Regions from separate parts of the Mus musculus genome. Here all the other regions are linked to region 1. A link is a contact called in public HiChIP or PLAC-seq data. All regions are on one chromosome and are shown on one strand. The core of a region is the stretch at or near the end of the contact, and the rest is flanking DNA. Distances in the headings are between cores, read along the strand shown. Region 1 overlaps Chd7 (chromodomain helicase DNA binding protein 7). Region 2 overlaps Gm50597 (a long non-coding RNA gene). Region 3 has its middle 55 kb from the start of Gm50597.

Region 1 (2,839 bases), core at 183-2,682:
TCATGCTGGGGACCCTTGCCTTGGGGCGAGAGTGAAGTGACAGGCAGTGACTGTTGTCATTTAGGTTGGTATGGCAGGTGCTTGGCTGAAGCAGTGGTAGTGGCAGGGTGAACGTGCCGTGTGTTCTTTCAGCTAGTGACTAACGCTATCATCGGTGTTCCTTCTGTGAACGCTCTTTAAGTGAGCTGATACTCGAAGCTTGTGGATTTTCTCCATGTGTTCCGCCACTGAATTGGCACTGGTGGGTCTGGGTCTGGGTCGCAGAGAGAGAGCATGCACTGCACAGATGTGCTGCTTGTCTTCCAGGGGTGTGCAGAGAGTGACCATCTCTGTCCAACGCTGTCTCCTTTCTTGTCTTTTCTCATTCAAACCCACAGAAATACTGAGCGGTGCAGATCTTGCCCTCATGGGATAGATGAGGGAATGAAGGTGCAGGGAAACTAGATGTGATTTATCCAGAGTCCCAGTTGGAGCTGTGGCGGTTAGAGCTCAGGCTGACTCCTGTCTGGTGGAAACCAGCATTCTGTAGTACTTCAGGTAGAAGAAAAAAATTGACTTGTGTTTTACGTAGGTCAAAACAGTTTGAATATTACACTTCATAGGAGTCCAGATTGGCTTATTCCAAAATCATAATGATGTGATGTAAGTGATTGAATATTGTCCTGGTTTATAAAGTGTCTGGGTGGCCACTGAAGACCCCTTAGTCTTTTTCTGACTTCTTAGGGTGCTTGATTGTATACTGGTGGGTGGGAGAACCTAGCTGTGCCTCAGCAGGAATGTCGTGAGCTCTAATGAGTTTGCCTCTTGCAGTAATCAGAACTGAAAGTGCTTGCCTGGGCTGGGAGGTTTTTGTCTAAGCATTTGGAGAGGCCCTGCCTGTCTGACTTCCAGCCATCTTGGAGGTTCTGTACAGTGCATCCTTGGATGGAGCAGATGGAAAGTCATTAGTGTTTCTGTCCCCCAGCAAATAGATGTTTCCTCAAACCTGGCTCTGGGCACTAAGCAGACAGGCAGCCTTTGCTCCTGCAGGGTGCCGCTTGCACAGCCCGAAACCCCACAAACTTGAACTCCATCCTCCGCGCTGCTTGATCGAGGTCACCATGGAAAACATGCACCGCCGCTCAGTTTACCTGGCAGTGGTTCAGCTCTTTGACAGACCTACCTCTGATTTAAACAAATTCGAGAAATATGTAAAGTTTTGGAAGCAGTTTTGCACTGATTTTATAAAAGAAACCACAAAACACTGCAGCGCAGGTGTTGAGAGTGTTTGAAAGCTGATTGAGGGAAGCAGATGGCTTTAGTCAGTGGCATCCAGCCAAAAGAGCAGGTGCTGGTCACGTGACCGCTGGTTACCAGGGTAATCTGATTGCTCTTGGCGTGCAGATGAAAGGAAAGGGGCCCAGTGTTCAGCTGTAGTATTGTATAATTTGTGGCAGTTAGAGCGGAAATAAATGCTGGAAATGGAGCCTCATGGTAGGGGAGACTTCTGTCAGTGTGTAGTGTAAACACCAGGACACTCTCCTCAGGAACTGCTGCATGAATTTTTTAATTTAAAAAATATTCTGCTGTCTGTGGATTTCTCTGACTTAGTCACACCACCTCTTTTTATTTTTTAATTTTTTGTAAATAAAATCAATTTTTGAAATGTAACTGCTATTTGTGATCATCTTGAATTGTTTTCAGTTGTTTCCTGATGTAGCTGTTTGCTATGCTAAAATGCTCATGTATCAAAATAAGCTCTGAGTATGTAAAAAACAACAGGTTTAAGATGATCAAAAACATATTAGTGGAGAACGCTGCCCTAGGTGTGTGCCGGAAACGCTATTGACACACTTTGGAAGGGTTTAACGTGACACATCTGTACTTAGAATCATTAGCTGCTGCAGCCTCTTCCTAGTGGCTCAACAACATCTTTCTTAGGGCCTCTCTTGGTGAGCTTCTCTGGGACTTTATAACATTTAATAAATGTGGGGTTTTGAAATATGTATCTTTAGTTTTTCAAGCTACTTAGAGCTTGAGGCACCCTAGAAATAGTAAAAAAAACAAAACAAAACAGAAGGCTGGTATTCGGATCATACATTTTCTGTGTTGTATATATAACAAACAGTCATTTGATGGTAAGAAGTCTTGGGTGCAGAGTGTAGATGAAAGGGAACACTGAGTGTTTGCTCTAAAAGTACTGTGAGGAACGGTTTTGGGGGTGGGGATAACCCAAGAATTTTATTTTTCCTGTGTTTTGGTTTACCATTCAACTCCTGGTGTTTCTCAGGAACATGGAAAGCGAGCTTCAGTTATTGGTGAGAAACAAGCACACGCTTATAATTTCAAAGACTTAGCTTTTGGTAGAAATGCTAATTGTGGGGCTGGTGGTGGCCTCAGTGGTAGAGAGAGCTCTTGTCCAGCATGTCCAGTTGCTAGCACTGGAGGAAATGAAGGCCAAGTGTGGCTATCCCTCCAAAATGCTTAGCACCAAAAGGAAACTTACTCATAGACAAGAACACCGAATTAAATAAAATTATGTATTTCTAGGAAATTAATTTTTAGTAAAAATGTACCGGTCACCATTGGACTTAAAAAATGACTGTGTGAAACTCTGTGCCAGAGAAATAAGGGTATAGTCATTAGATGGTATTTTTCCCCCCTTTGGTTAAAAGAATTGGTCTTCACCCGACTTTTTAGCAAAGAGACATCCTAGGTTTTTTGTCACAGCTTTGTATGTCAGCAGGGGCTGGGGGTAGAATTCTGTGAAGTGTTCAAAGTTCTACATCCAGTTCTGTTTCAATGGGTGAGAAATTTGCTGAAGGTCATCAATTATAAGTTTTGTTGTCAAACCTTAATT
Region 2 (2,839 bases), core at 152-2,651, 340 kb after region 1:
AGTTAAATCTATAAATTAACCTACAACAAGGTTCAGGAAAAGGTTAACGAGAGCAGTAAGACAGAAAATTACAACAAACGTTAATAGTCATTTTCTCTTGTTTTCTAAATGTCTTTCTGAAAGTGTAGATCTTAACAATGTTACTAGACGTTTTGTTCTTTTCTTATTAAGCTTATTATTATAGCACCTTCCCATTTATCAAAAGCACTTTCCAACTTGTCTTTGGCACGCCTAAATTCCTAGCATTGCCTGTCTTGCTCGAAGGGGTTGTTGTACAAGTAAATTTGGTTTACTGAGCACAAACTTTGTGATACCTCAATAAGCGAGCTGAGGGTCACGTGAGTAACGGGAAGGTAGCCTATATAGTGTGGATACAGAGAACAAAGGTTCGATTCTCATTCCAGATAGGAAGGGACTGGATACTGTGAAGTGTCATTGCCCCACTTAGAATAGCATTCAATACAAAACGTACAACTTACTTATGTATGGAACTTTCCACGTAACATTTTCAGAACGTGGGTGAGGACAGATAATTGAAACCTGGAAAAGAAAGACTGCTGGAGTGATGTGGGTTGGGCTAGCTGAGTAGAGGGATTGGGTTCCCATTGTGAGGATTTTATGGGGCTTGTGGCTGGTGGCATACGTTTGTATTTTATCCTCAGATCCGACCTGTCCACCCTATGCACTGTCGCTCTTTTCAACTTGACCTCATTTGACCTTGTCAGGCATCTTCAACATCCATCAGTCCTTCAGGGAGGAAAGCCTTTGGACACATGGCTTCTCGCCATTATTGGTGTGCAGACAACTTGAAAATTGGCAGAGGAATCCATGCTGGCGAAAGAGCAGTTGAAAGACCCTCAGAAGAGGTCGGGATGCCCTTGGAGGAGGTAGAAAACTTCATGTGTTCCACGCTTCTCACAGCCCCGCTGGGCTCCTGTGGCTTCTCAGTGTCTCATTTCCAGGCTATGCCGGTGCTCCACTCGCCAGCAGAGGGCAGCATTGAGACATCAACGAAGGCGGACTTGGGCGCGCGACCGCCGGGAAGCAGAGCCTCAGGATGGCTGCTTGTCGGAAGCTTTAACCTTTTAAGCAATTCTCCGGGGAGCCCTTCCTGTCATGTGTGGGCTGCCCTAAAATGAGCAGGTGATAGAAATGAAATATTAAACAATTCTGTTCTGCAAAATGAAAATGAGTTGTCATTTAGCATTTTTATCAGTCGATGACACATTCTTCCAGCTTCAGAAGGATTTTGTGAAAATGCAGGAGACAGTGAACTCATTTACCACCAAATCCTCAAGAATCACACGTGGGGGCGCCGTCATCAGGGGCAGGGGTGCAGGGCAGGCCAAGGCTGAGCCTTCAGGGCCGAGGGGCTGGGATCTGGGACCTGTGACGCAGGCCAAGGATGCAATTGTCCTGGATAGCAATACCGAGGAAGCAGGCACATCTCCAGCAAGGCTGTGTGTGGCCAGGCAGAAGGCAAGTCAGCTCACAGAATAATGAAAGGAGCTGAAGGTGGTGAAGTGAGGGCTGCGGGCAAGCTCGCTGGTCGCAGGAATCTCTTTCATACTGCTTTCAGAAGCACCAGCAGTGATGCCGAGCAGGGTTTTGTTTTTGTTTTTGTTTTTGTTTTTGTTTTTGTTTTTGTTTTTGTTTTGTGATTTTCACCTAGTGGCTTTGGTGGCAGCGAAGTCCACTCTGAGCTCAGGCTGTCAAAAGGGCGCTTTGCAGGAACCTGAGAGGGTCTCCAAGCAGAGCTGCAGGGAAGGGTGGGCCCCAGCCTTCCCCGGAAGCTCTTCAGCAGATTAAATCATGGCGTCTTTGGTAGAGGATTCCTGGCTGCCACACAAACAGCCCCTGCTTCCCCGTTTCCAGTGCGATTTATTTCTCTACAGACGGTATTGATTCTTTCCTCTATCCGATCGCTCCTGGGCCTGTGTAAATGAAAGCCCTCTTGTGTAATAGTCATGCCTATAGCTGGGCGATTTGGGCAGGCAGCTGCGTGTTACATGACCCTGTGAGAAGCGATGCATTTTGCTGGATAGATACAGTCGAAGCAAATGTTTGCAACTCATCTAGCAGCCCAACCTGTATTTACGAAATATTCACCCTGTTTTTTTTTTCCCCCTTTGAGTCAAAACAGCTCAAGAATATTTCTGTTATAATATTCATATGAAGGGGCTAGTGGCAGAATGAGATCATTATCTGTTGAGCCAGGTGCTGCCCTCTGTGTTACTGAGGGAAACAATCCAGACTTGTGCTCGGTTTGAGTTCATTTGAACTCATCCAGATGGGACTAACAATAATACCTGTTCCAGGTGGGTACAGATGCATCTGACATAAAATGGACCCAAAGCATCTGCCCCCTTTGGGTCCTGCATAGTGTGAGCCCCATTCTCCATTAGCCCCTCCTTTTCCTCTCCTTTCCTCCTTGGTCTCTCCCTTTGATTCAGTAAAGTGATCTCACTGAGACATTGACACCAAGAGAGCCTTGACCTCGCTTGGATATTTATTACTTAAGAAAGGTCAGTGCGATCAATAAAGGCATCAAACATATTTCTGGCTTTTTTTTTTTACTATTTTATTTCTGCATTTATTTATATAGTAGATGTTGACACACACACACACACACACACACACACACACACACACCACATTCTCTTTTCCTCCCCACACCCTCATAGCGTGTAGTAATGGGTATATGTTAGCTAGCCACTACCCACATTTGCAAACCTCTTGTGAAGCCCCAGGTTGTGTGAACACGGACTGACATTTTTATCTTTGTTTTTCTGTTTGTACATAGTATCAGGAGTAAATGAGATTTTGTTCACTTCTCTCC
Region 3 (2,839 bases), core at 245-2,744, 270 kb after region 1:
TGCACAAAATCCCAGCAATATAAAATGTTGTCTTTTGATCCTGCCAAATAAGAACAAAGTTACCATGTTTAGGAATACTTCACCCTCGTAGCCATGATTTCTTTGAACTCATGTCTTCATCTGTACATCTGTTCGTGACATTAGTAAATTAGTTAAATTATATTAGTAGACTCCATGGTCCATAACAAATCAAATCAGATAGTTCCCTGACACACGTTTCACTTCCTACAGCTTTGGTGACCCACAGTCAACAGCAGTCAGGGAAGATTCTATGGAGATTTTAGGAACACACTGATCCTAAGATGAAATTACACACTGTTCTGAGAAGGAGGGGGTAGCCCATAGTGCACTGCTCCTTTCTGCTCAGGCATGAGTCCACTCTCTCTCTGTACAGCATGTGTACACTCTATGCCTTCTGAGTCCCTTAGTCTCCCAAGTGGGTTGGCATATATCTCCACAGGTGAGTGACATTCTGTCACTGTTAATTTGCATCAGCAGGTCTGTGTATCCATGTGTAACACAACCCAAGACCCCATGCATGTCTGATGATCATATTGAGCCACACTCATTCTCACACACATACACACACATGCAAACATGTATATATGTGCCACACGTGCATGCATGTAAGATGAAGTTACACCAGCCACAGTTGGAGACTAGCTACAAAATTCAGAGGAAGGCTGAATAACGATAAAAGCATGCTATGCTTAAGTTGCCAGCATCAGAACTTTTTTACATTGGGGTCATTTGTAAGAAAAATAAAGGTTACTTAAATTTGAGAATTTCAATATCATTGTAGTCTATCTGAAGGCTGAGATGTCTCATGGGAGACTAAGGGACTCAGAGAGCATAGAGTGTACACATGCTATACAGAGGGTGGACTCAGGCTTGAGCAGAAAGGAGCAGGGCACTGTGGGCTACCCCCTCCTTCTCAGAACAATGTGCCATTCATCTTAGGAGCTGTGTGTTCCTGAAATCTCTATAGAATCTTCCCTGACTGCTGTTGACTGTGGGTCACCAAAGCTGTACGAAGTAAATCATGTGTCAGGGAACTATCTGATTTGATTTGTTGTTATGTACCATGGGTTCTACTAGTCAGTATAATGTGACTAATTACTAATATCAAGAACAGATGTACAGATGAGGGCACGAATTCAAAGAGATCAACTCTTGTATCCAAGGGCTCAAAGCCAGGTAATAGCAGGAGGCAATCTTTGAACCAGTTGATTAGTAAACTCTCAGGTCCACAGACCCTGTTCAAGTCTGCTTCTACAGCCTCCTCTGCCTGGACGTGATGGCAAGGGAATCTCTATGGCTCAGAAAGGCTTGAGAAACTCCCTACCTCTTCAGCTTGAAGCTTCAGCATGCTTCACTTGAGTTTTCAGTCAAAAGCCTGCCCTGGATTTCACGAAACAAAAGGCCACTTTCATGAACTGACTGTTGGCAACTGGAAAACACTCCAATTTCCCACTGAGCCCAGCCTGTCGTCAGGGCTCAATTGTGAACACTCCAGTGCCATCCTCACACCAAAACACTTTCAGTCACAGCAAACAAGGGCACAGAAGAGAGAAGGCTTCTTTTTTTTCTTTCCGTTCCAGATCAGATAACGCTGCCAGATTAGTTCCTCTACTGAGAAGTCACACCACATGTGCCCACATGCCAGGCCTTTGCTAAAAGGCCACCACCTATATTGCTTCCTGCATAGTCACTAATATTCTGTCTCATGCCTTCCCTTCTCCACCTCTCTTTCCGGTTCCTTCCCTTGAAGTAGTACAAATGCTTGCAAAGAAAATATGTCAACAGGTGAAATTTATAGGCGTTTCTGGCCCATTCAGAAATGTGAACCGCAGGCACCCCCAAAGGAAAGATAGCATCCCTTACCCACACAGTACTCTCTAACATGCCTGGTTCGTTCACAGTGGAGCTGGCTAAAGAAACCAGTTATCTTTTTTACAGAATCAAAGTGTGAGGCTCCCATTGGGGAAGGGTACTTTGATGGATGTCTGTTGGGATTATTTAGTTGCAAACACAGGGGGAAAAAAAAAACCCAACCCAAACTGGCTTAGTCACAAAAAGGATTTATTGACTCACAGAAGCTGAGAGGAGTAGGTTAGCTCTGGCACACCACCATTCAGGCTCTGCATATCAGTACCACCTGGTCATTTTTGTGTTGTGTCAAAGCCTTCGATTGTGTTGACTTCAGCATGAAATCTTATGTGCACCAAAAGAGCCTCCGGAGAACCAGGGCATTGTCTTATGTTTAGTCTCAGTTGCCTCTTCTTAGATCATGTAGTAGAGAATGTTCCCGAGTCTCACTGTTGTGGCCTCTGTTCTTTATGGTTTATGAGGATGACTGAGACCTGGGTTACAAGCATTCCCCTGGGGCTAGGTGTGGAGACAGTTTAATGCCACTCCATGACAACTAGGAGGACTCTGACCATGAAAATCTAGAACATGCTAGTAACCTCTCAATTAAAGATGATGGAGACATGTGTGTACCAGGTACTCAGTGGTGAGCCAGTCTAGCAGAAACAGTGAGCTTCCCACTGAGTGAGGCACCAGTGCATAAAGTCACAGCATGCACATAGCACACACACACACACACACACACACACACACACACACACGAAAGAAGAAAGAAAGAAAGGAAGAAAGGAAGAAAGGAAGGAAGGAAGGAAGAAAGAAAGAGAGAAAGAAAAAAAGAAAGCTGAACGAAAGAAAGAAAGAAAGAAAGAAAGAAAGAAAGAAAGAAAGAAAGAAAGAAAGAAAGAAAGAAAGAAAGAAAGAGAAAACCTTGAAACTCAGGAAGACTAATAGTATTTTAATGGCATTTTGA

Evidence for each region. HiChIP or PLAC-seq counts read pairs in DNA pulled down with a chosen protein or histone mark.
Region 2: an H3K27ac HiChIP or PLAC-seq map of stem cell-derived neural progenitor cells shows a contact between it and region 1, with 2.2 times the contacts expected there. The contact joins two enhancer-like sites.
Region 3: a contact with region 1 is called in a BATF HiChIP or PLAC-seq map of CD8 T cells, with 9 read pairs. The contact joins two enhancer-like sites. A contact is called at or near these places in 2 of 484 Hi-C or Micro-C datasets (bone marrow-derived macrophages and nephron progenitors) and 4 of 115 datasets of contacts at active chromatin or transcription factors (CD8 T cells, effector CD8 T cells, pancreatic cancer cells and 1 more).

The regions. Positions count from the first base shown.
Region 1 is chr4:8,798,344-8,801,182 of GRCm38.p6, forward strand. All of the region lies in intron 3 of Chd7 (chromodomain helicase DNA binding protein 7), which reads left to right. Among named protein-coding and RNA genes, the nearest start is that of Gm46841, 83 kb to the left of the region's middle. Within about 2 kb of position 1,433, at least 183 of the 459 cell types and tissues checked have an H3K27ac peak or open chromatin away from gene starts, as enhancers often do. A contact at or near this core is called in CD8 T cells, effector CD8 T cells and stem cell-derived neural progenitor cells, where this site is marked.
Region 2 is chr4:9,134,985-9,137,823 of GRCm38.p6, forward strand. It overlaps Gm50597 (a long non-coding RNA gene), which reads left to right. Exons shown (of 2, transcript XR_001784233.1): 2 at 726-1,189. It overlaps Gm34288 (a long non-coding RNA gene), which reads right to left. Exons shown (of 4, transcript XR_881105.2): 2 at 480-540. Among named protein-coding and RNA genes, the nearest start is that of Gm34288, 6.2 kb to the right of the region's middle. Within about 2 kb of position 1,402, at least 95 of the 459 cell types and tissues checked have an H3K27ac peak or open chromatin away from gene starts, as enhancers often do. A contact at or near this core is called in stem cell-derived neural progenitor cells, where this site is marked.
Region 3 is chr4:9,064,952-9,067,790 of GRCm38.p6, forward strand. No RefSeq gene overlaps it. Among named protein-coding and RNA genes, the nearest start is that of Gm50597, 55 kb to the right of the region's middle. Within about 2 kb of position 1,495, at least 56 of the 459 cell types and tissues checked have an H3K27ac peak or open chromatin away from gene starts, as enhancers often do. A contact at or near this core is called in CD8 T cells, effector CD8 T cells and stem cell-derived neural progenitor cells, where this site is marked.